Regions from separate parts of the Mus musculus genome. Here region 2 is linked to region 1. A link is a contact called in public HiChIP or PLAC-seq data. All regions are on one chromosome and are shown on one strand. Each heading gives the region's core, a stretch centred on a gene start, on an enhancer-like site or on the middle of the called end of the contact. The rest is flanking DNA. Distances are from core to core; before and after follow the strand shown.

Region 1 (7,722 bases), core at 1,899-4,398:
TAACTGTTTATTTAAAATAAGTCAATATATTAGTTAAAGCGGTAATAAGTCAGCGCCCCAGTATCCAAGTGATTCCCACAGGACTGTAAACCGATGCCTCTTTTAAGCCTTAAACTTCAGGGTTGTCCCAGAAGCAAGAGTCCAGCTAATGGAGGCCCTATGGGCATGGTACATGCCAGCACATCATTAAAAGAAAGAAAAGCAGTCCACAGAAAGCCAGATGAAATGACTGCACTGTCCACTTTTAATGGCTTCCTGTGGACAAACGGCCCTGTAACACTCTGCAGAGGACGGTATTTAAAAACAAGACAACTTGCTGGCAGTTTTCAATACCATAAAGTTAATAAAGTAGGCTCCCATTCACCCTGACATTATGTTTTGAGTTTATAGAGGAAGGCCCTTTATAACCTCAGCCTAAGTATAGTCTTTTTAATTCTGCAGCTCTGGGTTCTTGGGGTGGCTAAGCAGCCATTGAACTCCAAGTCTGACTTTTTTTTTTCTTCTAACACCAAGCAAATGTATGGGTTTGTTTTTTGTTTTTTGTTTTTTTTTGGGGGGGGGGGCATCTCATATGCAGTCTCTCCTTCACAGACTATCTGTGAAATCCTGCTTCATACCGTTCATACAGTTGGGAAGCATGAAATAATTTGAGAAATTGACATTTGGCTGAACAATAACTGCTTGCTAATTAAATTAGCTTTGTGTATAGATATTGATGTGTGTTTAAAAAGAAAATCAATGCTTTCTCTCCACGGCACAGTGGCAATGTGGGAAGTGGTCAGACTTTCACCTAAGCTTAAGTGAGACACAGGTAAGAAAATTTCAGTATTATTTTGGGACTCAAGAGATGTGTCGCTGATTCCTCTACAATTGCTACCCCATTTTCCTTCCCTCCGACTCCTCCAAATTCTTACCACCTATCAGATCTTTTAAATCTTTTTGTTCCATGAAATTTGAATAAAATTCAATGCACAGGTGCAGAAACTAGATCAGAAAGCCAAGGGAGCCGATGTGACGAATGTTCCATTTGACTTTAATTATTTATGCTGCTTTATCAGGGAAGTATGTCACAAACTTGAACTTGAATTCTGGGATACTGGTAGGCAGACTTGCAGTCTGCCCAGCCAAACACCAAGCTATAGGCACAAAGGGACTGCACCCCCAGAGCATCCTGTCAGCATGGCTCTCCAGAGAGATCCTGGGTCATTTCTGAGGGACTCTCTGCCTTTCTTCCTTTGTATTTATTTATTTTTCCTTTTCTTAAGTTGACCAATACGGTGCTGCAGAAAGGAAGAAAGAAAAGAAAGGGAAAAAAGAGAAAAGAAAAGGAGAGAGAAAAAAAGAAAAGACAGACAGACAGAAAGGAAATTAAAGGTTTAAAAAAAAAAAAGGTAAATAAAAAATTTCCCCTGGTCTGGAAACAGGCTCCACTGAAGCCATGTTAATCTCCGCCTCAGTAATTTGGTTCTCCAGGAGAAGACAGAAGCCCTGCTGCTGTGCCCTGCACTTCATAAATCACATCTTTATGTGGACAAGGTCAGGGCACCTAACAGCTCAGACATGGGCCTTTGCAGTGGCTCGAGGATTCGGGCGTGTTTACTCTCCCGCTCGGCTCTCGGAGGAGTCATCCAGCACGCTTCTAATTACTTTTGATTATTTTCATTTGCCGGGGTCAGTCTGGCTTGGCAGGACTGCAGGAGGGTTGACTTCCTACACATCTTGATGTCTTTGTAGGACAGCACTGTGCACATTCGGAAGGAGCGCCACGTTATTGTCCCTACAGTGTGAAGTCCTCCATAAGTCCATGATGCAAAGTTACCCCGAAGGCGCCTACTACCTTTAATTAACCACATAGCCACAATCCCTATCTGATTGCTTTTACCGATACAGCACCCAACTTTAACACCTGAGTATTTTTTAGGATGTCTGGAAAGAATGAAATCAATTTCTCTGCTTCGATTTTTAAACATATTTAGTAATGAATAGCAACTATTCTGAAACTAAGATGAAATACTTTGCTGAAACAACAGCTCAAGTGAATAAATTATTGTTCTCAAAGATTTATTTCCCAAACTTCAACTACAGCTGCCATATTTAAAATATTTTCCTTGGCTATTTTGATCTATTTCCTGAGCCATTATGCTGAGTGGCTGAAGTATCACAACAAAAAGGCTTCTTTTAAAGTTTCAGTGAACACCGTATGATAAATAAGCAGCTTAATAAAACACAGCAAAGTGGGAGGGGAGCACAGAATAGCATTCTTTTTCTCTTATCTGACTGTCTGATGCTTTCGATGTGAACACATTCAAAAGGAAAAAAAGAGACAAGCCAATATATACTCACAAGTCTAAGAAACAAAGAGTCACAAAACGCACAACGTACACCTGTGCCAATAGGATAAAGGGCATCTTTTATACCACTGAGGGCATTTTATAACTATCTTCAGTTTCTAGAGAAAACTAACCATGGTCATTCTCAAAATGCCAAATCTTCTCTTATGTCTATGCTGGAGCAGAACTAAGGCAGTTAATGTGTTTGGAACTCACCTCAACTCTGTACGAATTGCTTTTTTCTTTTTCATTATTTTATTCATTTTAATTAATTCAGCCTTTTCAAGACAGTGTTTAGCACAGTGTGCAATAACTCCAGGGTCGAAGTCCTCCCCAGGGTTTTAGAAACTTACTCAAAAGTGCTTTCAGCCTTCTAATCTGTGGAGAGAGTGAGTTGGAAGGCATGCACGCCTCGCCTCCACTCCTCTTGTGTACCTTTGGGTAAGTCACTTAACCTTTGAGTTGATTTCCATGCAAGTTTCATAATATCAGCATAATGAGAGTGTTGGGAAAATCCATTGGGTAATGTAAGCGTGAGGTGCTCTGACTCCGTGGGAACAGGTCAAAATAAGTAAGTTGCAATGTGTCTGTATACCAGACTCAAGTAAACACCCACGTATGCACAACACGGAAGCTAGTCCCGCCTGCAAGTGTGACTGTACTTTTTTAATCCTTTGTTCTGCTCCAACGTCAGTTGCCCTAATTCTTATCTTGACTTTGGGAGAGGAGAATTTTAACAATTCGTTTGGGTTTTTTTTGTTTCTCTCTCTCCTCGCTCTCTTGCTCTCTCTCTCTTTCTCTCTCTTTCACTCTCTCTCTCTCTCTCTCTCTCTCTCTCTCTCTCTCTCTCTCTCTCTCTCGCTCTCTCGCTCTCTCGCTCTCGCTCTGCTTCCCTGGAAGATGTCTGTCCATGTCTGGCATGCACCTGAGCTTCTCCATTCCCATTTACTGTGTCCTCTGCTAATCAGGCTAATCAGCAAGAGAGCCTTATAAACAAAGGTGAACAGGGACCCAAAGAGGTAAGCTCGAACAGGAGCGCGCATGCGTGCTCGCCCACACATCACACCCGCCCCTCAGGTCAGAAAAGGCATGCCTTACTTACAATGTCCTCTGGTAAACTTCACATGCCAGAAAAACGAGAATTAGGTAGGTATAATTTACCCCTTGTTGCCTAGGGTCTAAGCTGAAACAAGTACTAAAGAGGTATTTGCTGACCAGACGCGTGCTTGGTCTTAGTGAGCCTAAACTTGGATGCCTGGGACCATCCATCTGAATGACTGTAATGATCTGGTCACAGATCTTCAGCTTCTGCACACCCTTGACTCATTTCTTTGTTTTATATTGTCCAGATCTACTGCCCAACCTTCTGCAGGACCTTGTCATTGAAATGCAGACCTATCCCAGTGTGAGGGAATCGTATGAAGCACTAAACGTAAGTCGTAGAATCTTGCATGGGACACAGCATTTGGTCAATACAAAGTGACTACTATTGTTGATAGTGCTGATGTAATTATTGTCACTCTGCCTGGAATTCACTTTACCTTGGTGACCTCAGGTTAAATCTTATCTACCTCTCCCCCACCCCCTACTTCTTCCTTTTTGCCTACTGATTGGTATCAGCTGGGTCCAAAGCCTTTCTCCTTCACTGGGCTTCTCTCCTGGATTAAAGCCAGCTCCCGTAGCAGGTTTGCCCTTAAGAAGCACCATGATTTAGAAGATGGAGCCACTCACACGGCTACCTTCAGTTGGTGTCTTTTCACAGTAAACTACACTAAACTTGTACGTCTTTGTGAGAGTAACTATGATAAAACATGAGGACACATTTGAAAGAACGCCATCCTTGGCTGGTTGATATTGGCTGGTTGATGCTGCCCCCCCCCAGCCCCCTCCCCCAACCCAGAGGAATCAGTTGATACATATTGATACATAGCTCATTGTCTGTGGACTCGGCCACAAACATGTCTTCCATTTTTGTTGTTTTAGAGTAGAATCCTGGCCATTTTGCTACTTTCTCCCCCAAATTCATTTCTGTGTCAGCCTTTTCCCTGGGCTCAGTTTAGATTTTGCTGCAACTTATTTTAAATTTTTCCTTCTCCCTTTCCCCAAGTGGCCAGGCATTGGCTTTGTTAACCTGTTCGAGTTGATTTGCTCTCTCCCTCCTCCTTCCCCATGTGAATGGTCCTAGTGGAATTCTTATCATTACAAGTTTCTATGGCATTTTTAACAGTGAAAACTCATCTTTCTGAAATAACAAGGCTGTAATAATGTACTTTACCAAAAACAAAAAAAGCAAAAAATCGATAAATAAACAAACAAACAAACAAACAAAAAAAACCCACACTTTTCAAACTAAACTAAACTAAATAAAAATTACACTAGATCCTACTTTATTGGTGGAAAAAAAAAAAACTGATCCAAAATTCAATGTCCTCTACAACTTGACGTCAAGCTCAGCTTCCAGGCCCTTTCCCTTAGTTTCCTCCTATACCGATCTATAGCAGAGAAATGAGCACACAAGTGCATGCTCTTGACCCTTTAACTGGGTTCCTATGGCTCCTTCTCTTGCCTCTGATGGCCCAGTCACTCAGTGACTAGAGCCATAGATTGAGGAGATGAAGTGTTGGCTTTGTTTGTCATGCTCACCCAACATCTTCTAAGCTGCTTGTAACCTAGTCTATGGCAAGAACCATGCTGCACAACAGCACACCCTGCCTGGAGGATTATTCACAGGAGGTCCTTCTTAATAACAGACATCCTGGGGCTAATTGACATCAATATATCTGATTCTTGAAGCATCCCAGTGAAAATTATGTCGTAAATGCTTTGTGAAAATTAAAAATATAAGCCCTTTAGGTAAAATATGTTTGATCTTACTAGGCATCATGGAAGGTATTTAAACATACACAAACCCTCTTTCTCTTTCCACTGAAACACCTAGGGTAGGGGCCAGGTCTTACAAACAACTTATTTTGTATCTGTTTCAAAAAAAAGCATAAACATTTCTATGTATACTCTTCTATTTACTGACTCTACTCTTGAACAAAAAGAGTCATAAAGAAGCCAAAAAAAAAAAAAAACAAAAACAAACAAAAATAAAAACAAAAACAAAAAACCCAAAACCTTCCATCTTTATTCTAGAAACATCCAGAAGGTCTTTCACAAAGGAATTGCCATCAATAAATTCTGGCCAATTGATCCTTTACCTGTAAACTGTTAAAACAAGTTGTAGTTGAGTATAATGCTATGAGAACTTTCTGAAAGAATGAATAAAATCTCATTTCACAATTAAGTAACTCATTCCTATCATTTTCCATTAAAAGTCTTTCTGAAATGTAACTTTTACCATGAGCATGGTTTCACATGGTGCTTCTTGTCATTTAGTTTTCCTTAATAGGATTTGGCCTTATCTAGATGTATATTTCCCTAGGATAAAGAAAAGCTTCGGGACACTCTCCATCTACAGATGCCTGAATTAAATATGAAGAATTCCTCCTACTGAGTTTTTGACATTGGAGTCATGTATTGGCCTGCTTAGAGCCATCTAGTCACTGGACTAAGTGGACATTAAATCAGACGGCATACAAAGTTACAGAAATTTTATCTGTAGATAAACCACACACCTTGAGGAACTAACACAGTTCCAGATGAATCAACTCTGCACACTGAGGAGCAGAAGTTCCCTGCAGCAACCACACAATCATCTCTACACAGAGCAGCAACTGCCACAATTAACTTATGCCGTGATAAACTTACAGTCTATTGGAAATGCTGAGCTCCGGGTAGAGGCATACACTAAAGCAAGAGGAGGTGGGTGCTGGTAGGGTGCCTGTCTTCTCAGTACATGGAAGGTAGAAGAGAACGTAAGGCTTCAGAGACTAGCCTTAGTCACGTAGCAGCATAGAGGTGACAGAGGCTATAGGGGAATTGTTCCACTATTTACACCTGTTAAACAGCTAAGACTCAGGGGTTAAATTCTTATCTATGATCTAATGAAATATTTGTGTCCATTCTATATTGATAATCCTAAAATTCCATTTTATCGTCTCTGTGACTGCAGCCAGGCATGCTAAATAAAATCTCTGCAGAGGCAGAAAAGTATAGCTTATAATCCACTATATGTATGGCATATTTTATGATACATACAGCTCAAGGCCAAACTATCACAATAGTCTTTAAACTAACAGCAAAATCCTAATGTTGTTCTAAAAACACAGACCTCAAAAGCTCTTCCTGTAAAGTGTGTCCTATTCATCTTCAAATAAACCCCTACTGTATAGCCAATCTGTAAGCTTCGGAATTAAATACTGGTCACTTTTACCAGGAAGAGCACTAAAGTTATTTGTATTCTGTTTATAAATTTTGACTAGAACAAAAAATTCCCAGGTTTGCCCATTTAGTATCTTACCATCCGAGAAGGGAAAGCCTTGGGGTCTTCATGTAGACACATAAATTCAGATACCCCAAGTTACATGCATCTCTGTTCATGTGACATGGGGCTACTTCTCTGCCATGACATGGGCAACCTCAGACCAGGAGCCTAGAATGGTACAATTCCAGTGACTTCTGATTTTCAAATTTATACTCAAACACTTGAGCCAAACTGTATCATCTCTAACTGAGTTTTATTCTGCTGCTCACTGCCTCCTTCCTACCAGAGCCAGTAGGGTCTGCTGTTAATGAACCAAACCTTAATAATTCACTAGGTACCTCGGTCATGTAACTTGAAAACTGCGCTGTTGTCTTTTCAGAAATGTTACTCATTTTCTGCACTCATCTCCTTGGCACTGAATGCTGGGATATGCCCATAAAGTAAATATTTTCTTTTTTTTTTTTTTTTTTTTTTTTTTTTTTTTGCGTTCACAGAGCCCGTCAGAAGTTTTTATTTTTTTTTTTTTTTTTTTTTCCATTTTTTATTAGGTATTTCGCTCATTTACATTTGCAATGCTATACCAAAAGTCCCCCATAGCCACCCACCCCTTCTCCCCTACCCACCCACTCCCCTTTTATGGCCCTGGCGTTCCCCTGTACTGGGGCATATAAAGTTTGCGTGTCCAATGGGCCTCTCTTTCCAGTGATGGCCGACTAGGCCATCTTTTGATGCATATGCAGCTAGAGTCAAGAGCTCCGGGGTACTGGTTAGTTCATAATGTTGTTCCACCTATAGGGTTGCAGATCCCTTTAGCTTCTTTGGTACTTTCTCTAGCTCCTTCATTGGGGGCCATGTGATCCATCCAATAGCCGACTGTGAGCATCCACTTCTATGTTTGCTAGGCCCAGGCATACTCTGACAAGAGACAGCTATATCAGGGTCCTTTCAGCATAATCTTGCTAGTGTATGCAATGGTGTCCGCATTTGGAAGCTGATTATGGGATGGATCCCCGGATATGGTAG
Region 2 (7,722 bases), core at 1,779-4,278, 170 kb after region 1:
TTATTACTCCAGAACCAAACCAGTAAGCTAGAACTCCCCCGGGCAAGCCAGTGAGCAAGGACTCCCCCAGGCAAGCCAGTGAGCAAGGACTCTCCCAGGCAAGCCAGTGAGCAAGGATTCCCCCAGGCAAGCCAGTGAGCAAGGACTCCCCCAGGCAAGCCAGTGAGCAAGGACTCTCCCAGGCAAGCCAGTGAGCAAGGATTCCCCCAGGCAAGCCAGTGAGCAAGGATTCCCCCAGGCAAGCCAGTGAGCAAGGACTCCCCCAGGCAAGCCAGTGAGCAAGGACTCTCCCAGGCAAGCCAGTGAGCAAGGATTCCCCCAGGCAAGCCAGTGAGCAAGGACTCCCCCAGGCAAGCCAGTGAGCAAGGACTCTCCCAGGCAAGCCAGTGAGCAAGGATTCCCCTGGGCAAGCCAGAAAGTTTGGGAATTCTAGGAAAGGCAGCACAGATGAAGACCTACGAAGGGAAAGGAAAAGCAATGGCAAAAGTCTGGGGAGGAAGAATGCAGGGTGTGTGAGCAGGAACATGACTTCTCTAAACGATGACAGTAGTTATGACAGAGCTCACGCTCACTGCAAACACAGCTGGAAGGGCAATGGCACGCGTTCCTGGATGTGTCTGTGCCATAGTGCTCTGGCTAGTGTGGGAAGAAGAGGAAAGGAATGAAGAAATGGTGATTTTTTTACTTCCAAGAAACTATCTCAAGATTCCTGGGGAGGCGGGGGGATAATTGTAAGCTTGAAACACATCATTTGTTATAAGGTAGTATGTGGTCTGTCCTTTTACTAGCCACATGTTTATTATAAAATTATGACTGCTGACTGAAGATGTTTTATTCAGGTTTCTCCTTTTTGTCTCAAGAAGGCTTAGGCTAAAATTGGTTGAGGTAGAAGCCATTGTGACCAAGTGAGAGATAAATACCTACATTTGTGATCATGTAATATGTTCCGGTTCTATGCAAGGTAATAGTTTTACTTTTATAAATGTCCTGAAAGTAACTTGGTTCAAAATCCTAGACTTGAAGGAAAAAAAATAATTTATCAAAAAATGGTATTTGTGAGAACATTTTTTGGCCGGGCATGCTTTAAACCTGAAGCTCTGCCTAGGGTAGGTTGGAGAACAATGTCTAGAGAAAGATGAGAGGGACACAAGGAAGAAAGGAAAGCAAGGGCAAGGGGTACAGACATGACACATAGCATCAATATAAAGGCAGAGGTACAGGCAGACACAGATACAATGAGTTGTAAGCTTCAGGAAGCGATGAGGAATAGCTACACTGGGTAGAAAGAGGAAAGACACCTCAAGTGCTTGCCACTGTAATTAAAGGTCAAGTCAGTGCAACTGGACTTCTGCAGAGTACACTGGCAATTGTTTTTTCTGATCAGTGAGGTTGGCTTCCTACAGTTTAGACCACGGAGGCTCATATAGCTTTATCTACCTTCAACGCTATTAACATGATTTTATAAAGTAATACTGGCTTCTCCACGCGTGCTCCGTTCACTTTCTATGTGTCCCGAGGACTGAACCCAGGACCTTGTCCATGCTAAGCATGGCAATCAGGCATCACTGAACTACACCCCAGCCAAACACCATAATTTTTGAGCTGACACTAGACTTTCTGGAAGTGACTTTGACATTTTTGTCTGGAAGAAGACACTGTACCCTTGACACTGACAGCCAGATGTACAGTGTCTTCTCTTAGTCGTACATATGTTTTCAACTTTACTATGATGTTTAGACCAGAATGATCTTCAACACTACCAAAATGTCACAAATTTGATAGTGAGTACACCTCTTTCAGAAGGGTGCTGCTTCCACACTAAGGCTTACTCATCCCCAAGACAGATCTAGGGGCATGTCATGTACATTGCTAGATTAGCCACATCCATGGAAACCCCTCTCAAGCTCTAGTGTGAAACTCCATCATTAAAAACCACTTCAAGCTCTTTCTCCAATGGACCACAAATGACCTAATAATGTCCCCTCTGTGGAAACTAAGAGATCATATGATGAATTCTTTTTAGAGAAGTGTTTCATTCATTATTCTTAAAAAGAAAAAAAAAAAGTCTTAAAAGTAGAAAATGCTGATGAATGGCTACTACAAGTAAATAATTCCAATTCATCCATCAAAAGGCTCATACAAGGATACAGCTTGTGTCTGGGGAAAGGGGTTAACAATTCTCCAGGAAGAACAAATAATAGCATGAAGCGAGCCTGAAACCTGAGGACACAGGGTTATTGATACTCATGCATACGCTTCACAACTGCTAACTAACGGAGGAAGTGCTACTGCCCCATCCAGACCTATGAAGGAAGGAGCTTCAGGAGACCAGAATCAGTGCTCAGTAAATAGATACCATGTGCTCAGCTCCTTCTTCCCAAGAAGTGTGTCTTTCTTCCTTCTAAGGCCATTACTAGGGAGTTCTATTTAACAACAAAATATGAATTCCACAGTGGATTCCATGAGGCAGAACACTGCTAGATCTATCTACCTGTGGCCTGGAAACACTGGGAAGATCTATGAAGCTACAGAAGACAGAGAGAGACAGAGATATCCAGACAGATAGACCAAAGAATATCTCAAGACAACAAGGTATCAAAACTGCAATGCTAAAGCAAGAAATTAATTTGGGCCAAGGTCTATGCCTATCTGTAATAGAAAAACCATTTACCAAATATGACCACAGTCCCTCTGCCCAAGAGGCCACCAAAGAACTTGAGTGTATTGCCTTTCCAGCTTCTCTTCAAACAATGGATCCTTGTTCCATGCCCTCCCAGCTGTGACAGGCATGATAAAAATGGAGGTTGTTTTTATATTCTCTGTGCTATTTTGACACTGACAGCAGCATGGTCATTTGCCAAATAATCAGAGCACGCTGGCATTTTTATAAATAAAGTGCTGGGGTTTGACAGTAATCTGTGCAAGGAGGACTTGGAGGACGGACAAAACATGCCTTCTTTCCCATCCTAGGAAACAGGCTTCCTTGGCGATTTTTCAACACACGTAAATGTCTTTTGACCAAAAGGCAGCTAGGAGTACAGCTATGACATCAGCCCAGCCCAGCAAAATGACACAGGGAAGTGGTTCTCCCTCCTCTATGGCTTGCAGGAATGTGTTCCTGGAACTTGGTGCATTATGCAAGGAGGATTTTATTTCATGCAGAAGAGGCACGGGTGTGGGAGAGGACAGAGGCTAACTGAGGCTCTGCACTCTCCACAGTATTCAGTGCTCACATAGATGGCTCTGTTCCTCTCTAGAACCCTAGTTCCTAGCTTAGAGATGAGCAAACCACATGTACCCTGGTGAGGTAACAAATGCTGTGTCTGCCACAGTCCAGCCAAGAAGGACTTGAGCATAAGAATATTCAAACCAAGACGAAAGGATGCATGCATGCCCTCTGTAAGAAAAGGATCTTTGAGACTTGAAGGTGTTCAAACACCTACTCTCCACTATATACATATATTCTATATATGTTTGCCTTTTAAAAAAGCAGTTGTTTGCCTTTAATCGCAGCACTTGGGAGGCAGAGGCAAGCAGATTTCTGAGTTCGAGGCCAGCCTGGTCTACAATGTGAGTTCCAGGACAGCCAGGGCTATACAGAGAAACTCTGTCTCGGAAAAAAAGAAAAAAGCAGTTGTTTTAACAGGTTTCAAGAAATTTTTATAAGTAACGTCTCTCAGATTTTCTCTTAGGAGGCTTTCTGGTAAGAATATTTAATTATTATTTGGTAAGTGAGAAAAACTGACCTTCAAGAAGCTTAGGCAAAGCCGCAGGTCCAGCTAAGGAGATGGGATTCAGGAAAGATTGTCCAACCCCTCTCGCTCCCTCCACTGCAGGGCCTTCCATGTCTTGGATTCTTCCCACAGGCTGAACGTGCTAGAACTCCAGAGCCCAAACTTCCCCAGCAGTACAGGAAGAGGGGCTGAGGACCTTGCCGTTGGTACCGTGTGCCAGGAGGAACTTGCTCAGACAATCCAACTATGGGGACTTTTCACTGGGTATTTCCATAGTTGTTTCCAGCTACTTGACTCCCTGATCCCAGCAAAGTCAGACCACACTCTGTAAGGACAAGGCTTGCCTGTGGATATCAGTCCTACAGTTAACAGCTTTCACACTACAAGTAGCTGGGCTTCCTGGGAAACAGAGCTAAGTCTAGAACGATTTGTGGCATGCATAGGATATAACTCTCCTGCCTTTGAGATGCCATGTAAATAGGGAGACATGGAAGCATGCTTAGGGATCACAGCAGCAAAGGGCTGGGCAAGGCCCAGGAGCACAGAGCAGGGTCCAGCTTGTGTCACTCTCAGATGGTTGCTAGAATGTACTTCTAGCAATGACTAAAGTCAGTGTGTCACTGTTTGGCTACCAAATTCCAAATGGATGTAGACAGACTTTGATCTCTGCCAGGGAAACCAGAAACACTGAATAAAGGTTATGACACAAGCTCTAAACGTGTGGTAACAAGTAAGTAAAGTCTGTCTTTTATTCCTCTTCTGTTTTCATGTGTGTGTGTGTATGCAGGTAGTGTGTATGTATATGTATGTTGTGCATATGTATGTGCATGATATGCATGCATGCATGTGGGGTATTAGCATGAGTTTGTTTGGGAATGGTATGCTTGTGTGATTTTGTGTGTATGTTTGAATGTATTTTAGTATGTATATGCATGTGCAGTATGTATGTATGTGTATGTATATGTGTGTGGTATGTATGTATGTGTGTGGTATGTATGTTTGTGTATATGTGTACATGTATGTGTATATATGTGTGGTATGTATGTGTGTGTTTGTATATATGAAGTTTTGTGCGGTATATATGTATGTGTGTATATGTATTAGTGGTATGTATATGTGTGCGGTATCTCTGTATGCATGTATGTGTGTGTGTATATACATATATATATATATATATACATACATATACATATATATGTGTATATATATATATGCATGTATGTATGTGCTTATATGTGTGAATGTATGTGTGGTGTGTATGTATGTAAGCACATGTATTTGTATGTTTGCATATGTATGAATTATGTGTGGTATATGTACATGTATGTGTGTATATGTGTATGTATGTATTTATATGTGGAGTGAGGTGGGCAGAAGTTAATGTCAGGATTCACCCCACCCCTCATCTCTTTTATTCAATGAGGCACTGTCTCTCAAAAAAAATCCCTAGCTCCTCTCCCTAGCCAGCTTGCTCTAGGGACCCCTGTTTTTGAACTCCAGGGCTGGAATTACTGGCGGCTCTGTCAGCATTTACATGATTCGTGGGGTTTTGAGCTTACCATGCTTTCATGGTAAACATCATGAACCACTAAGGCTTCCTCCCACCCACATTTCATCATGTTTAGAGCTGCCTTTAAGAGTTCAACACATCTGTTTTCTAAAGCATTAATGCAGCAGTGTTGTATTAGGTAGATCTGTCTGAAAGAAACGTGAATATCACATTTGACTGTATACCACACTAACTCCAATAAACTTTGCTTCTGACTTTAGACACCATTGAAGGAGATAGAAAGATGTCGCTCAGTGCTGATCCTTCAAGGGCACTGAAGGCACTGCGTCCGTCCACACACAGGTCTCTGGTGATTTTTAGCCTCCCTTTAACAACTAATAAAACAATTTTGCGTGTTACTTAGGATTGAGACTGGGTGTGATAGCTGCTGGGTGTCAGTATTTCATGGAAACTACAAAAAGATAAGGATCTCTGAGATTGTATGGATTTCACAAGCAGAAAGGCAAGGTAACAGGTCAGGAACCAACACTTCAGAGCCCAAAACATGAAGCCCCAAGTTTGGAAACACTCTGAGACTATCACTGAGTCAGGTACTAGGAAAACATGAGAACTTGGTGGTTGAGGAACCACCATGACAAGCAGAGGCAACTTAGTGCAAGGGGAACCGACGATGCGTGCCAATAGATATGCAGGAGTCAGAAAAGAGGGGTCTGGGGCTTTAGAGAAGGCGCGTAGGAGACCTTAAAATGGAAATGTTACTAGAACTAGGTTTGGAAGAATGAGCCAGATCTACAGAGGGGAGGGACAAGAGCCACCTCTGCCAGAAAAATAGCAACAGCAAGAAAGTTCTGTTGGGGGAACAGGAGAGAAGCCAGGTGCTCCTAAAAGAAGGAAGTACGCAGTGCTCAGAGAAGCAGGCCAGAGCCTCTGAGCCTCAACAGTGTGCAATTGTGAACGTATATTCATTTCAGATGTAAAAACATTTCCTTGTGTACAAGTAAATACTGTAATTGAAGTGACAGAGTAGACATGTAGAATTTATTATCTGAAAGAAAATCTAATCAATAGGTATTTCATTTCGAAAAGTTAATGAAATATTATGGAGAGAGTGGCCTTTTAAGCTTTGATTTTTAGATTCCGAGAAGGAGCTTAATTCCCAGTGACAAGGTCAGAACTAGTTGAATGGTCCCCTGCCTGCCTCCCTCAGAAACAACTGCTTTTTCATTCTTGAATTATTTATTAAAATCAGACCATGATAATTAAGGTGTACCTAAACTTCTGTTTTTGCAGATCAGCAAAGTTAAGAATTATGTCGCCTTCATTATTTCTATCAATTTTCAGTGTATATTAAAATACTCATATGCCATTAAAAATACATCTCAGAAACAAGTTTGGGTGTATAACAAAATTCTGTTTTGAGTCCCTGCCAATTAATATTCAGTGATATAAGTGCGCATGCATTTAATGCTATTATCATCAAGGAAGGGCAGAGGGTTCGAGTCACTGCAAAGGACACTGTGGGTATATTTTATCTCCTGCTAATTAGCCAAATTAGATGAGCTTCTAGAAGATTATTTGAAAGCAAAGGTTTGCCAAGCCTACCTTCAATAAGCAGTTCTTATGCTCCCAATAGCCTAAGACTCAACTCTTAGGTGACAAAAATAAATCTTCTGCTACATCCATCATGGTTAAAGCAAGCTGCTTCCAAGGTCGATTATAGGGTCAGATACAGAAGGCGTGACAAAGAGCTGCATATGCAAAATCATAGACACCAGGTCACCCCACCTACATGATCTTCCTTGCAAAGAAATCCCATGTATTTTGTTACATTTACAGTGGTGCATACCTTCATGTGGAGCCTATTTAATAAAAACTTTTTCCCCATACAGGTAACACCGTTCTATAGAAGAAAAATAACATAGTATAAAGATAGTGTGCTCTTTTCTGACAAGCCCTACAGCAGTGAGTAAACTCTGCGTTGTAGATGGTGCGTATAAAGCAGCAGACATCACATACACACTTGCCATTACTGAGGCAGCCCCTCTTTCAGAAGGCTCTCTTTGTTAAATAAATGTGTCCCTCATAACTGTCTTTGAAAAGCAGACAGATGCTGATCCTGCAACACTCCGCACCTCCTTTGAAGCCTTTAAAGGCCTCACTTCAAAAACATGTCCTATTTTAATTATATCATCCTGGTACATGAGAGATAAGGTGATTTCTCTACTTCCCGGATCAAAAGGAACAGCGGGATTAGTCAGAAGCAGCTCCATTGACGGCCGTTCCGGCTGCCTTGGGATCACAACATTTGAGACTTTTATGCCCATCCTAGGCTTTCAGTGTCTACAAGGAAGTCCCTGCACTCTGTGTGACCCGACTGAACTTTGCCACACCGCCTGCTCACCACCCCTGCTGAAGCCAGCCACTAAATCTTACCAGCTATCTCTTTGTTGTCTCTTGTGTGCTCAGCCCTTCCTTGCA

What was found. HiChIP or PLAC-seq counts read pairs in DNA pulled down with a chosen protein or histone mark.
Region 2: a contact with region 1 is called in an H3K4me3 HiChIP or PLAC-seq map of stem cell-derived neural progenitor cells, with 34 read pairs. The contact joins the enhancer-like site here to the promoter of Mecomos in region 1. A contact is called at or near these places in 6 of 39 promoter capture datasets (the 3T3-L1 cell line, 3T3-L1-derived adipocytes, the SN4741 cell line and 3 more), 1 of 15 datasets of contacts at CTCF or cohesin (the NIH/3T3 cell line), 1 of 484 Hi-C or Micro-C datasets (nephron progenitors), 7 of 115 datasets of contacts at active chromatin or transcription factors (the NIH/3T3 cell line, bone marrow-derived macrophages, embryonic forebrain and 4 more) and 4 of 9 other capture datasets (adipose tissue, embryonic stem cells, liver and 1 more).

The regions. Positions count from the first base shown.
Region 1 is chr3:30,016,792-30,024,513 of GRCm38.p6, forward strand. It overlaps Mecomos (a long non-coding RNA gene), which reads left to right and starts at 3,149. Exons shown (of 3, transcript XR_003954597.1): 1 at 3,149-3,349; 2 at 3,680-3,762; 3 at 5,758-6,387. All of the region lies in intron 2 of Mecom (MDS1 and EVI1 complex locus), which reads right to left.
Region 2 is chr3:30,185,248-30,192,969 of GRCm38.p6, forward strand. The region is part of intron 2 of Mecom (MDS1 and EVI1 complex locus); the gene reads right to left. Among named protein-coding and RNA genes, the nearest start is that of Mecomos, 170 kb to the left of the region's middle. Within about 2 kb of position 3,029, at least 32 of the 459 cell types and tissues checked have an H3K27ac peak or open chromatin away from gene starts, as enhancers often do. A contact at or near this core is called in stem cell-derived neural progenitor cells, where this site is marked.